3 separate regions of the Mus musculus genome follow, and all the other regions are linked to region 1. Evidence: chromatin contacts called from public Hi-C data. All regions are on one chromosome and are shown on one strand. Each heading gives the region's core, a stretch centred on a gene start, on an enhancer-like site or on the middle of the called end of the contact. The rest is flanking DNA. Distances are from core to core; before and after follow the strand shown. Region 1 holds the start of 8430430B14Rik (RIKEN cDNA 8430430B14 gene). Region 2 has its middle 15 kb from the start of Gm35229. Region 3 overlaps Gm35551 (a long non-coding RNA gene).

What was found. Hi-C and Micro-C count contacts between places; a contact is called where the count stands out from the background.
Region 2: a Hi-C map of cerebral cortex shows a contact between it and region 1, with 1.9 times the contacts expected there. The contact joins the enhancer-like site here to the promoter of 8430430B14Rik in region 1. A contact is called at or near these places in 1 of 484 Hi-C or Micro-C datasets (cerebral cortex) and 5 of 115 datasets of contacts at active chromatin or transcription factors (the HPC-7 cell line, embryonic fibroblasts, embryonic stem cells and 2 more).
Region 3: a contact with region 1 is called in a Hi-C map of CD8 T cells, with 2.3 times the contacts expected there. The contact joins the enhancer-like site here to the promoter of 8430430B14Rik in region 1. A contact is called at or near these places in 3 of 15 datasets of contacts at CTCF or cohesin (the NIH/3T3 cell line and large pre-B cells), 61 of 484 Hi-C or Micro-C datasets (the 3T3-L1 cell line, the AML12 cell line, B cells and 32 more) and 17 of 115 datasets of contacts at active chromatin or transcription factors (CD8 T cells, the HPC-7 cell line, the NIH/3T3 cell line and 12 more).

The regions. Positions count from the first base shown.
Region 1 is chr17:83,996,958-84,000,803 of GRCm38.p6, reverse strand. 8430430B14Rik (RIKEN cDNA 8430430B14 gene) reads right to left here and starts at 2,252. Exons shown (of 2, transcript NR_130994.1): 1 at 2,099-2,252.
Region 2 is chr17:83,936,941-83,940,786 of GRCm38.p6, reverse strand. No RefSeq gene overlaps it. Among named protein-coding and RNA genes, the nearest start is that of Gm35229, 15 kb to the left of the region's middle. Within about 2 kb of position 1,811, at least 82 of the 459 cell types and tissues checked have an H3K27ac peak or open chromatin away from gene starts, as enhancers often do. A contact at or near this core is called in cerebral cortex and heart atrium, where this site is marked.
Region 3 is chr17:84,030,717-84,034,562 of GRCm38.p6, reverse strand. All of the region lies in intron 4 of Gm35551 (a long non-coding RNA gene), which reads left to right. Among named protein-coding and RNA genes, the nearest start is that of 8430430B14Rik, 34 kb to the right of the region's middle. Within about 2 kb of position 1,907, at least 48 of the 459 cell types and tissues checked have an H3K27ac peak or open chromatin away from gene starts, as enhancers often do. A contact at or near this core is called in CD8 T cells, CD8 central memory T cells, T follicular helper cells and 8 more, where this site is marked.

The sequences.
Region 1 (3,846 bases), core at 1,003-3,502:
AGTATACTATTTTATCTCGTCTCTGGAACCAACCTGGAAGATAAGGCACCTGGTTCCTAGGGATATTAAGCCACCTATCCAAAACTATACTGGGTAACAGGTGGGATAGGCTCATATATTGAGTTCTGATACCCTGACTCTCCAGAGGGTCCCACATCATCTGGAGTCATCTATGAATCTTCTGTACTTTGACTTTTGTTTCTCCTATGCCCCCCCCCCCTCCATGGCAGCCACATGCCAAACACACCTGCCTTGCCAGCCCCTTCCCTGGGCAATCTTTGTTCTGGGGACACCTTCCTTGGGTACATCCTACGCACCAGTCCTCCAGACACACCCCGTGGACTCAGCCTCAGATTCCCAAAGGTCCGGCCTCCACCCTGCAGAAAGAACAGGTCTGACCCACTGGGCTGGGGGAAGCTGAGTCGCAGACCTCAGGCTGAATAGCTGCTTTCTTCTCACTCCCCTCCCCTCCCCAGCAGAGCGATCACTCATTAACCCTTCAAACCAGATAACCCTTCATGGGGGAAGAGAACATGTGCTTATCCTGGGTCATAAAACATCAATATTGACTTCTCAGGGTAAGGCCAAAGGGGATATGGGGGCTGGTGGGGCTTCCCCTCTGTGGTGCTGAGGGGCCGGCTCACCTGACTTCCTTCTCTGTGGGGAATATCTAAACCAGGTCTCCAATACCTGAAGAAGCCCGATCCCTGCCTGCTCCCCTTCAAAGGCAATCCCTACACCAGGGGCTCAACTCTTCTCTGCTCCTGGAAGGTATTTAAGGTCCCTCTCTTTCTGTATGGGGGTCCCTCTAATCTGACCACAGCCCAAGGTCCTAGGTCTGGACACAGTCTGTCACTGCTATCTTTCCTAACTCTGGGATCTGGACAAGTGATGGACTTGTGTCTCCTTTTTCTAATTTGTGAACGTGGCGTAGAACAGCCCCCTAGCGCATAAGCTATTAGGCTAGTCAACGGAGATCATGTTCAGGAGTGTGTGCTCCTATAGAAGGTGTCCCTCTCTACCTCTGCTCTTGGTATGTGTATCTCTTTATGCCTTCCTCCTTGCTCCTGGCCAAGCTTCACCATCATCCTCGTCCCTCTGGCACATAGTGAGTTAACTCCTTGGTCTCCATTAGGGGCGAGAGGAGGGGTCTACACCTATGTGGGTCTCCAGAGAGCTCCACATCACCTCGAGGGCAACATTCATCCATACATTGCATTTGCCTCTTTGACTCCTCCAGAGGACGAGGCGCCCAGTGGGGGAATTTTCAGTCCCTTCTGAAAGGGACCTCTCCTGAAAGCCGGGCTGGGCAAGCACAGGTAGTAGTAGAATATCCTTGAGCCCCACCCAGGGCCTGCGCCCTCCCCTCTCCTTCTCTTTGTCCCTTCCCTACTCCAGCCTCGCCTTGCCTGAAGCTGTGGGACACCCAAGGCCCCAGTCCTGAGAGCTTCCAGAGGGGCTGTAACCCTGGGTGCTGGTCAATGATTAATACTGAGCAAACTCAGGACCAGGCGAGGGCTCCCAGCAGGGCTGGGATCAGACAAAGGCCCCCCTGTCTGGCTGAGACACCATCTTGGTGAACAGTTACTGATTACCCTGTCAACTCCAGCAGAGAGGTGGGGTGGGTGGCTGCTATCTCGCCAGGGTGGAGGGTGCTCTGGAGGTGGGGGAACGTGGGTGGGAGATGGGTTAAGCTCTTGAGCTCCGGCTTCACTTTTATGAGCTGCACGGGGTGAGGCTGGTAGCATGAGGGTCTGCGGTGCTCAGGGTGTTTCCGTACCTGTCTGTCACAGGGTTGAGGAGAGACAGGTGCCTGCCTCCAATAACAGCTCTCGGCCACTCCCTTCTAACGTTCCAACACTTCCTCCCTTCCTTACAAAACCGGTTGTCTTCTTTGTGCTGGGCCATAGAATCCCCCTGGCTGCCCCACCACCACTTAGCCCCACAAACTTCTATGTTTTCCGCCTCACCTCGAAATGTTCTTAAAAATTCTTCCTCCCTCCCTTCCTCCTCTTCTTCCTCCTTCAGGAACCTCTGTCAGTTTCCTACCTTGTCATCCTGGTCTCCTCCTGCCTGGGTCCCGTCTGCTACATCTTACCTTAATGGTGCTCATCTCTTTCCAGGGTCTTCCTGCACTGGGCACCCTCTGCTTCCATGTCTTGCTGCCCAGCCTTCAGCGCACCACAGGTGCATGGCCTAGGCCAGCTCTGCCTGGCAAGTCGGGGGACTTCAGTTCCAAGGACAGAACAAGTAGGGAGTGAACAGAGTGCCAGGAGAGCTGGAGGGGCCCGTGGGACTCCTCCACACCCCTCGCTTTTCCTCTAGGACTAAAGACTGGAGATTAGGAGACAATGGGCATACCAGTGGGCACAGTTCACCCTGCACAGAGATGCTGGTGTCTATGATGTCCTTCATTGACAGAGCCACCTCGCCGTAGGCAAACACCCCAGCTAGGCATAAGGAGTACCTTCTGAGGGCCTGAGGGGGAATGCCATTGGGAGGTGAGGGGAGCTCAGAAGACCCCGTGGGGGCATTCCACTGCCAACTGCATCCCCCACTATCCTGGTCCTGGAGTTGCCTTAGCTTGTGAAGTTCATTAAGTCCAGACTTGCCCTGAGGACCTTAGCGATGAAGAACAAGGGCACCGAGACCCAAGTGAAAGGCAGGGAGAGCGAGGGCGAGACTAGTAAGTGGGCTACAGTGGGTGGATAAGGTGAGCGCCCAGGGGCCAGCTCCCCGGAGGCCAGCTCCTCTCTCCCTTGCCCAACAGGTTTTCTGGGCAGAAAACTCAGCTCCTAAATCTAATCTCAACAGGAGGGCGCCACCTGCTGTTGGGGAGGCTAATGTGCCCCTTGCAGATTGGACTGGAGAACTTGGCGTGGAGGCTCCTCAGGGAACAGATGCTCAGTTTGGGACTGTAGTGCATGGACTGAGCCTAGAAGACTCTCAGCAGGCTTAACTGCAAACCATGAGGCGCCTCCCTCCTCTTTGCCTTCTACGGCTCCACTCATTCCGGCCACCCTAAGGGAGTCTCTTGTCTTCAACTGGACCTCCAGTGTCCACAGCCCAGTGTCCTCAACCTCCTTCAAGGCTTCTTGTAAGAGCTAATATTGGGACGGGGGCTTCAGGGCCAGAATTCTTTCCCAGAAGCAAGCAGGGCTCAGCCTGCCGCTGGAGCCGGGCCGCTCTGAGATGGGCAGGGTGGGCTCCGCTACATCTTCCGCTGAGGAGTTGGGCTGACACCTTTGTGCCTCCTCCTAAAGGCCTCTTGGCATGTTTCTGCTCTAGGCAATAGCTGGGGACCCAGGTTCCCCTCCAGGACCACCTTCCCTGATACCCTACTATCTCACAAGACTGATTCCTTCATGCCTCACTAAATTCCTGCGCGACCTTACTGATTTCTAACGCCCCTTGCCTGGCTCACACATCTCTTCTGACCTGTCCAACTTCATTTGCAACACTCTTTCATGGTGTGGAACTCTACTTGGTGGGGCTTACTCCACACTCTCCAGTGGGGTTAGCTCCCATATGCATGGATTGCCACCCCCCCCCCCCCTTAGGCTTCGTAGATTGCCGTACTGGGAGCTTCCCGCATTAAATGGAGCTTCCTGAAAAGAGTCAGCCTCCATATCTACAGCCTAAGAATTGGGCAGGAGTGAACAAATGAGCACATGAGTAAATCCATAGCCAAAGGTGAGAACCCAAAAATGTAGTGTTCTGATCAAACAGAAGAGCAGCTGCTCAGGCCTGGCCCATGCTCTCGCTCCTTCTCTGAGTGCTATCTCCCACCCCGATTGCCTAGAGATCCTTAGGAGACCTACGTGGGCACCATTCTAGGAGCCCCTA
Region 2 (3,846 bases), core at 562-3,061, 60 kb after region 1:
GTGACCCAGAACAGCCTCAGATGTTTGGAAAAGGGGGTTGTGCTCACTGGGCTTCTTCCTTGCAGGTGCCAATCATTCTTTCTACCCAGCATGCATTTCTCCCCTCTCATCTCTAACAAAATCCTCTGCAAAATATGATCTTTCCAGCTCTAGCTGCGATACAACCTATTTCCAACAAATCTCAAGTACAAAGAGTTTTATGGCCAGGCTTTTTAAAGGTCATGTTTTCTTGATTAAAAAGTATAGATTCAGCTAATGTAAACTTGCCCCTTTCCTCCATTCTCTTGGCCTGGAAATTAAATGTGAAGGCTGGAAGTGACGAAGCCATTTGTGACCATGTGAACAAAGTCAGGGATGGCGGGGGTGGGGAGTAGCAGGAGTCTTAATTGTCCATCACTCTTAAGAGCTCATACACGTAACCAGATCACCTACAGCCAGGCATCAATGAAGCTAGGGACAACAGCCCTTACTTGTTTGGTGATTAAGTAACTCATAAGCATGGCAGCCCGGGATGCCTAGTTCTTCTTGGCTTGGTATAACCATAAAGGCAAGACAAGACAGGCAGACAAGAGTAACCAAAACAAACAACCATCAAGCACCAGGGATGTAAAGAAGTCCAGGCCATGTCCACTTCTGGGCCGTTCTCAACGCCAGAAGGCACCCTGCAACTCTCCATGATCAACTTTGTCCTCTTTTGGACTCTCTTATGAAACAAAGAATGACCTTGGTAATGCCAGAGAGGAGCGTATCTGTGGTCCTTGGCGTTTCAAGCCCCCTTCTGACTCCCACTGAGCCACTGGTCAGACATACCTCTTCCTATCCAGTCACTGAGAAAGGCCAGGAGATCACCATGAGGAATGAGTGGAGAGCCAGCCAGGACTAGGGAGGACAGGCAGGGAGGGAGACCTCCTGTCTAAAGAAATCTCATGGGCCCACAGCATGAAGTAGGAAAGAAGGCCAGTTGGACAGAAGGCAGGAATGGGATAGAGGCTGAGGTGCACCCCAGAGTTTCTCAGAGAGGCAGCCCCAAGGCAGAAGGCCGTGGGGGGCTTGATCTTAACGGAATGAAGTTCCCAGTCCCGCTGGTCCCCGGGTCTGTACTCCTGAGATGAGTGACTTTGGCAGCATGAGGCCAGTGAGGGACAGACAAGTGACCAGATCTGTGAGGTGGACTGGAGACAGGGCTTGTCCAAGGTAAGGAAGCGGCAGGGATCACTCTGTTCTCCACACCCACAACAATAAAGTGCTCATATGCATTTCCTGTTGGCAAAACTCTTTGGACAGACGTGATCATACCCAGTCAGTGGAGTAAACCCATAAATGGTGTCAGGCCCACAGAACACAGACAAAGGCATTTACTCCAGAGAGCTGGGGCCTGCCGAGCCCACTCAGGACCGTTGGATGCCAATTCACCCCGAATGCAGCGACCCTCGGGAGGTTTCTCCATTTATCTGTGTCTTCCTCAGAGGTCTGCTGGCTTCTCAGCTCTCCAGCCTCACTCCCCTTGTCTGGACAATGAGGGACTCAGCATAGAGCCCTCTGGGTTTACTGCAGTAACTCAGGGGGCCCGGGAAGCCCAACCTCTGTCACTGTGCATCAGAGTGCTAATAAGGTCACCTCAGCCAAGGCTTCTGACAGCTTACTGAGGACAAACTGTTCCCATCTCCAGACTACACCTGAAGGAAGGAACGACCCATGCGCAGCTGCCACCCAGTACCTGGCCACCGCTTCCTCGCTGAGTAGAAGTCCAGGCTGGGACCCAGGCCAGGCGCCTCCCCCACTCCCTGGAGGCAGGCGGCTGCTAATGGCTCTCCCCACAAGCTGGTTCATTAAAGATTTGTTCTGTGGAGTTGCAATCAAAATAAACAGACGGCCTGAAAGCCAGGGAACTAAAAACCAATTAAGAAGGAATAGAGATGGAGGGAGGCTGGGGGTAGGAGGAAAAAGAGGCCTGGGCCTTCCAAAGACTCGGTTCCCATAGCAGCCAGCTTCCAAAATAGTCTGGGAATGAAAAATAATGAAAACCACCGGGGAAAGCAAAGCTGTCCTGGCAAGAGAGTCCTAACCTTGGGATTGGCTAAATCCCGCTGCCCACAGCTCCCAGAGGGCACCTGGTGACCCGGTGACCTGCCCTTCCCCCACACAATCGTCTTCTTTTCCAAAGTTGTGAGTGGTGCTGCCCCTCTAACAGACCCTCTGCGTAGGCTCCGAGGCAAAGAAGCCACATCCAACCTCCACCTCATGGGTGGCCCAAGAAAGTGGAGAAATGTGAGGGACTAGGCATGTGGTTGTCTGAAAGGTGACAGTCAGTACATCAGGAAGCCCATAACACAAAAGGGCCCCAGTCTAGGTGCAGAAGTCTTCCCGAAGTGCCATTCAGACTGAGATCTCAGGTCTGAGTAGGGCTGGTCCAGAGACAATCCGAAGTCCCCTCAGGAGGCACCTGGATAGCAAGGCTGCAGGAGCAGGAGAGTGGGAAAGCTGAGAAGTGGGAGAAAGAAAACAAGCCTGGTGCGTGCTTCTTATCCCAACAAGGCTCAGACAGGAGGATCACGTTCCAGGCCAGCCTGGGCTACACAGTAAGATCTGGATAGATAGAAAGATAGATAGATAGATAGATAGATAGATAGATAGATAGATAGATAGATAGATAGATAGATAGGCAGGCAGGCAAAATGAAAAAATCAAAACCACTAAACCAGCAGCTCAATGTGGCTGACAAAGATTGTTGTGGGCAGCTCTGTGTCGAGCTTCGTGCTCTCGGCACTGAAAGTTCGGAGCTCTGAAGGTTCAGAGTCAAGGAGCAAGGAGTCCTGCATTGACCTACACAGCAGCTCTATCTCTTTTGTCCAGAGCCAGACTTTCTGGGGGAGCCCAGATCCACACCCCCTTTCTCACCCTTAGTGCTGGGAAACTCTAATGTGACTTTCCAGCAGTTTCTCTGGCGGGCCACCGCCGGCCAGGAACATGGCCAGTTAACCATCTCCAGATCCGTGTCTGCTCTCGGTTTTGTGTCATTGCCGCGGCAACGGGAAAGCAGAGCTCCTGGCCGGTCCACTCTCAGATGCCAAGAGAGAATTACTGCCAAAATGAAGTTAACCCTTTGCACCCTCCCCACCAGCCTTCCAGGCCACAGAGATGAACACTGTGGAGCGTGGTCCTCAGGCCCACAATCCCAGCATGAGGAAGCTGAGGCAGAGGGATCCCTGCTAGTCTGAGGCCAGCCTGAGCTGCAGAGAGAGGAGCCAGTGAGAGCTAAGAGAGAAACCATGCCCGGAAACAAAACTAAAACACAAAAAGAAATGAGAGCACCAAGTCTAACACTCACCAAAAGTTCAACCGCCCCAGGCAGGGCCTGCTCCAGAGAGACCCCGCCACCACCTGAGTGACAGAGTAGAGAGCAGCAGAGAACAGCAGAGGTGGCGTGAGGGTTGACATGCTCAGCTGCTGGAAGCTGCTCTCAAAGCAACTGCCTGTTTTCCCAAGAAACCCAGCCCATGACCGGCAGGAGCCTACGGGCACTTAGATGGACCCATGAAGGCAAAAGCATGGCCACTGTTCCCCCAACTCACTGAGGTACCAACCGGAACAAGGGGGCATGGGGCAAAGCATGCTGGCCTGGGAATCCAGAAACAAGCTGCCCCCAGGTGCCTGTCCTGTCCCCAGGTGGCTAGAACTATGGTCCGGTTGGTTTGGGGTCGGTTGGTTGTTTTAACTTTTTTAAATGAATTAATTTCGAGGGAGGAAGAGAGAGATACCACAGTGCAGCTGTGGAAGTCAGGGGACAAGCTGTAGGCTCAGGCCTTCCATCGTGTGGCTCTGGGGACTGAATTCAGATCATCAGGC
Region 3 (3,846 bases), core at 658-3,157, 34 kb before region 1:
GAGCTTATAAGAAGAACGTTGAATGCACTCCTTCTCAGTGGGACAGGAAACCCTTGAAATGCATGTGATCACCAAATCACGGGTGGGCAGGAGACAGGAAGGGAAGGCAGTGGGAGCCACTGAGGGGTTCTGATAAGGCCTCGAGCTTCAGTGTGGTGGTGCACTGACAGTAGACAGCAACCATGCCAGGAGAACTATATGCGGGTCCTGCCTCCCGGTGTCACAGCAGGTCTGGGTTTGTTCTGTTCCAGGTCTGGAGACCGATGCCCCCTGGGACCGCCCCCCCCCCCCCCGTAGGAGTCAGGCAACATCCCACCTAGCGCTGCACAACTGCAGGGCAGAGGAGGCGAACAGTGAACTCCAACGGCTCTCAGTCTTCAGCCCTCTCTCTGGGTCCTCAGACACGGGCTGCTAGAGCTGGGGCTGGGAGCATCCTAAAGGGTCCTGCCCGAGGAGCCCTTGGAAGTCAGTGGACCCTTCAGTAGGCGGGGCCTATCTGAAGTTTGTCTTTGGGAGGGCGTGTCCTCAGAGCCGCTAAGGGATCTCTTTCTCTTTGATTCTTGGCTCCCACGAAGGTAGTGGCCTTCTGTGCCCCACACTCCTACCATGACCTCTGTGTTGCCACAAAATAATCGGACCAACCAATGGTGGGTGGCGACCTTCCAAAAGCACGGGCAAGGCTTCTCTCCTTTAAGCTGGTCATCTCAGATTTTTGTTTGTTTGTTTGTTTTTGCCGCTATAGTGGAAATCTAGCGAACTCAGGGACATCCCCCTGTGGCGGGAGTTAAAGTGTTTTACTCTCCTTTCTGTTGCTATGATAAGATATCCTGACCCTCCCGCCGCCCCCCCCCCCCCAAAAAAAAAGCAACTTAGGGGAAAAGGGACTCATTTGGCTTGCCTTTGCAGGTTATAGTCCATTTTTGCAGGGAACTCCTGGAACCAGGGAACATGAAAGCAGCACACCCACCACCAGGAGCAGGGGGAAAATAAACAGATCCTTTCTCAATGGCTGCTCTGCTCTGCCAACTTCCTTCACTCATATACCGTGGGACTCCGCTCATGACATAGAGCCACCTGCATTCGGGTTGGGCCTTCCCACCTCAGTTAATAAAGATAAGCTCTCCACACACATGCCCTCAGGCCAACCTGACCTTGACCGTCCTCACCCGAGACTCCCTTCTCCGATTCCAGGTCATGGCAAGCTGGCTTTAAAACCAACCGTCACGGCACCCTGCCGTCTCTTCAGACTGGCGACCCTTAGCCTGTGGTCTCAAGCATGCCTGGCCCGACAGAGTGAGGGGGACTCTGAGCCCCTCCGAAGCAGAGTGTCTACTTGTAGGATGCAGTCAGTGCCTGTCCAGGACACGGAGCCATCCCACAGTTCTGGGGGCATCAAGGAACTTTAGCTTCCTTAGACTTGATGCTGCTTTCTGCAGCAGGTGGCTTGTAAGTCAGAAATAACAGAATGGGGAGACACCAGGCAATGGGTACAGCAGGGACTAAGCCGTGGCTGTATCTCCTCACAGGCATGTGCCGTGGCCTCCAAATCCTAGTGTTTCTAGGCTTAAAGTACAGCACTACCTCCCTCGGCCCTTTGGATGTCTTACAGCTCACAAGGCTTCCAAGGTCTTCTAGGGAGTGTCAGCACAGTGCTGAGGAGACCAGGCGGGTAGCTGAGCCCCAGGACACCAAAGCACTGGGAACAGTGTCAGGAGAGGAGCGTCCACACCCGTCTCTTCCTCTCCCACACACCTGTCTTCATCGCCTCTCCAGGATTTTTCTTCCCGAACAACAGCTGGGCATGTGAGGCCAGCCCCAGAGAAAGTTAAAGCTATGATCCTCACCTACAAGGGGCTGAGGAGAGTAACCTCTCCTCCGTGGGTGGCGGATGTCACTTGGGTGTAGGCACCGATCTCTACATGGGCATGACTTCCTGGTACTGAAGGCAGGGTAGAGAAGTCTCTCTTGTAGTGATGGAAAGAAAGCAATGTGAGCTTCAGAGACCGCTCTGAACAGAGAGCAGAGAGGCCAAGCCTACTTAACTGGAGGAAAGAGGTCCTCTGTCTTAGTGTCAGAGTTGGAAGATCTGCCCTGAAGCAAACACGAGGGAAACTGATGCCCAGGGTGGGGCCTCTGCTGCACAAGGCTGGACAGTGACCTCAGCCTTAAGATCCATGCGTGCGCTGTCCTCAAAGCAACAGGAACTTTAAGGGGTTGATTGCTGCTGAGGCAGGTCCAATCTAATCACAAGTGGCTTATAAGAGGGATGGAGGATAAGTTAGAGCCAGTGATGTGACAAAGGGATGAGAGGTGGTCTGTGAAGGTGGGGGAAGGGGTTACAGGCCAAGGCATCTATTAGATACTAAGAAAGACAAGGAAGTGGGCTTTCCCCCAGAGCCTTGGCCTGTAGATGCCTGACTTTAGGCCAGTAATGTTGAAATTGAACTTCCAGCCTCCAGAACTGGAGGGAAACCAATGCTTGCTGTTTCTAGCCATTTAATCTGTGGCCATGGCGATCACTGGAGATTTACACTTGCTGAGGGCTACAGAAGGAGCCAGGGCCAGATCTTCTCAATGAGACCAGCTCTCAGGAATGGATGCCCTGGGGCCTCTGGGAGATGTGTGCGTGTGTCAGAGAGAAGAGAGACCATGACTTCTTCACGCATCAAGAGATTCTTCTGGGCAGATGACCCTCCAGAGGCACGGCAACATTTTTCTCTCCAGGAAAAAATAACTCAGTGTGTATCAAGAACTCAGTGTCTCACACGCACACATGGAGTCGTGGGTCCCCGGGAGACACAAGCTCTGTCATTCTCTCCAGGCCTCTTTAATTTCCTTGGGGGCAGGCAGGGAGCAGGGCTAAGGACTATGGACTCCTGGTGACATCTGGAATTCTCCAACGCTCCTAGGGGTCCTGTGGAGTTGGCCCTCCTCTCCAGTGTTTCCTGCTTCCATGCAGTCTCTGGGAGGATTTGACACATTTCCTAGCTGGGGAGCATGGTTGGAATTTCCAGCCGGCTTCCAGATGTGGCGCTGACTGGGCTGGAAGATGCTTTTTTGAAAAGCATCTGGGAAGCCAGGGGTCCCCCAGCGCCAACCTAGGCTGTTGTGCATGTCCTTCTTCCTCACGCTGTTATGTGGTTGGGCTTTCCATGGGGGAGCTCATGGGTAGGGTTTCACCATGTGAAGAAGGGTGTAGCCTGCCAGCTTCAGGCCCGTAGTCCAAAGGTGGTCTAGCACAGCAGGTCAGAGGGGCCAAGGCTGATTAAAAAAAAAAAAAAAAAAAAAAAAAAAAAAAGACTAGAAGGAGCATGGATGGAGTGGGCTGGCCAGGGTGAAGAGAGGGGAGGGGTCCAGGAGTCAATACCCAGTAATAATGAGTTTCTGGCCCTGGGCTGCTGGACAGCAAGATAAAGGGGAGCCCCTTCACTGGTTAGAGCTGGTTCCTAGTGCGTGGGACAGTTCGGTTCCCTAGACAGCATTGCCAAGGTCAGAGAATCCTCAACAAAGGAGTGTTCTCAGCTTGGGAGGGTTCAGGCAAGACACGGGAGGATTAAGAATGTCACAGGGCTGGAGAGATGGCTCGGTGGGTCCTTGCCAGAGGTCTTGAGTTCAGTTCCCAGAGCCCATTTCAGGTGGCTCATAACCACATGTAACTCCAGGCCCAGGGGATCTGCTGCCCTCTTCTGGTGTCTGTGGTTAATTGCATTCATGTGTACTTACACCCACACAGACGGACACACAGACACATAATTAAAAATTTAAAAACTAAAAAAAAAAAAAAAAAAAAAAACCCGAAAAAAAAAAAAAAAGAAAAGAAAAGTCCCTTCTAACTCCCAGCCATGC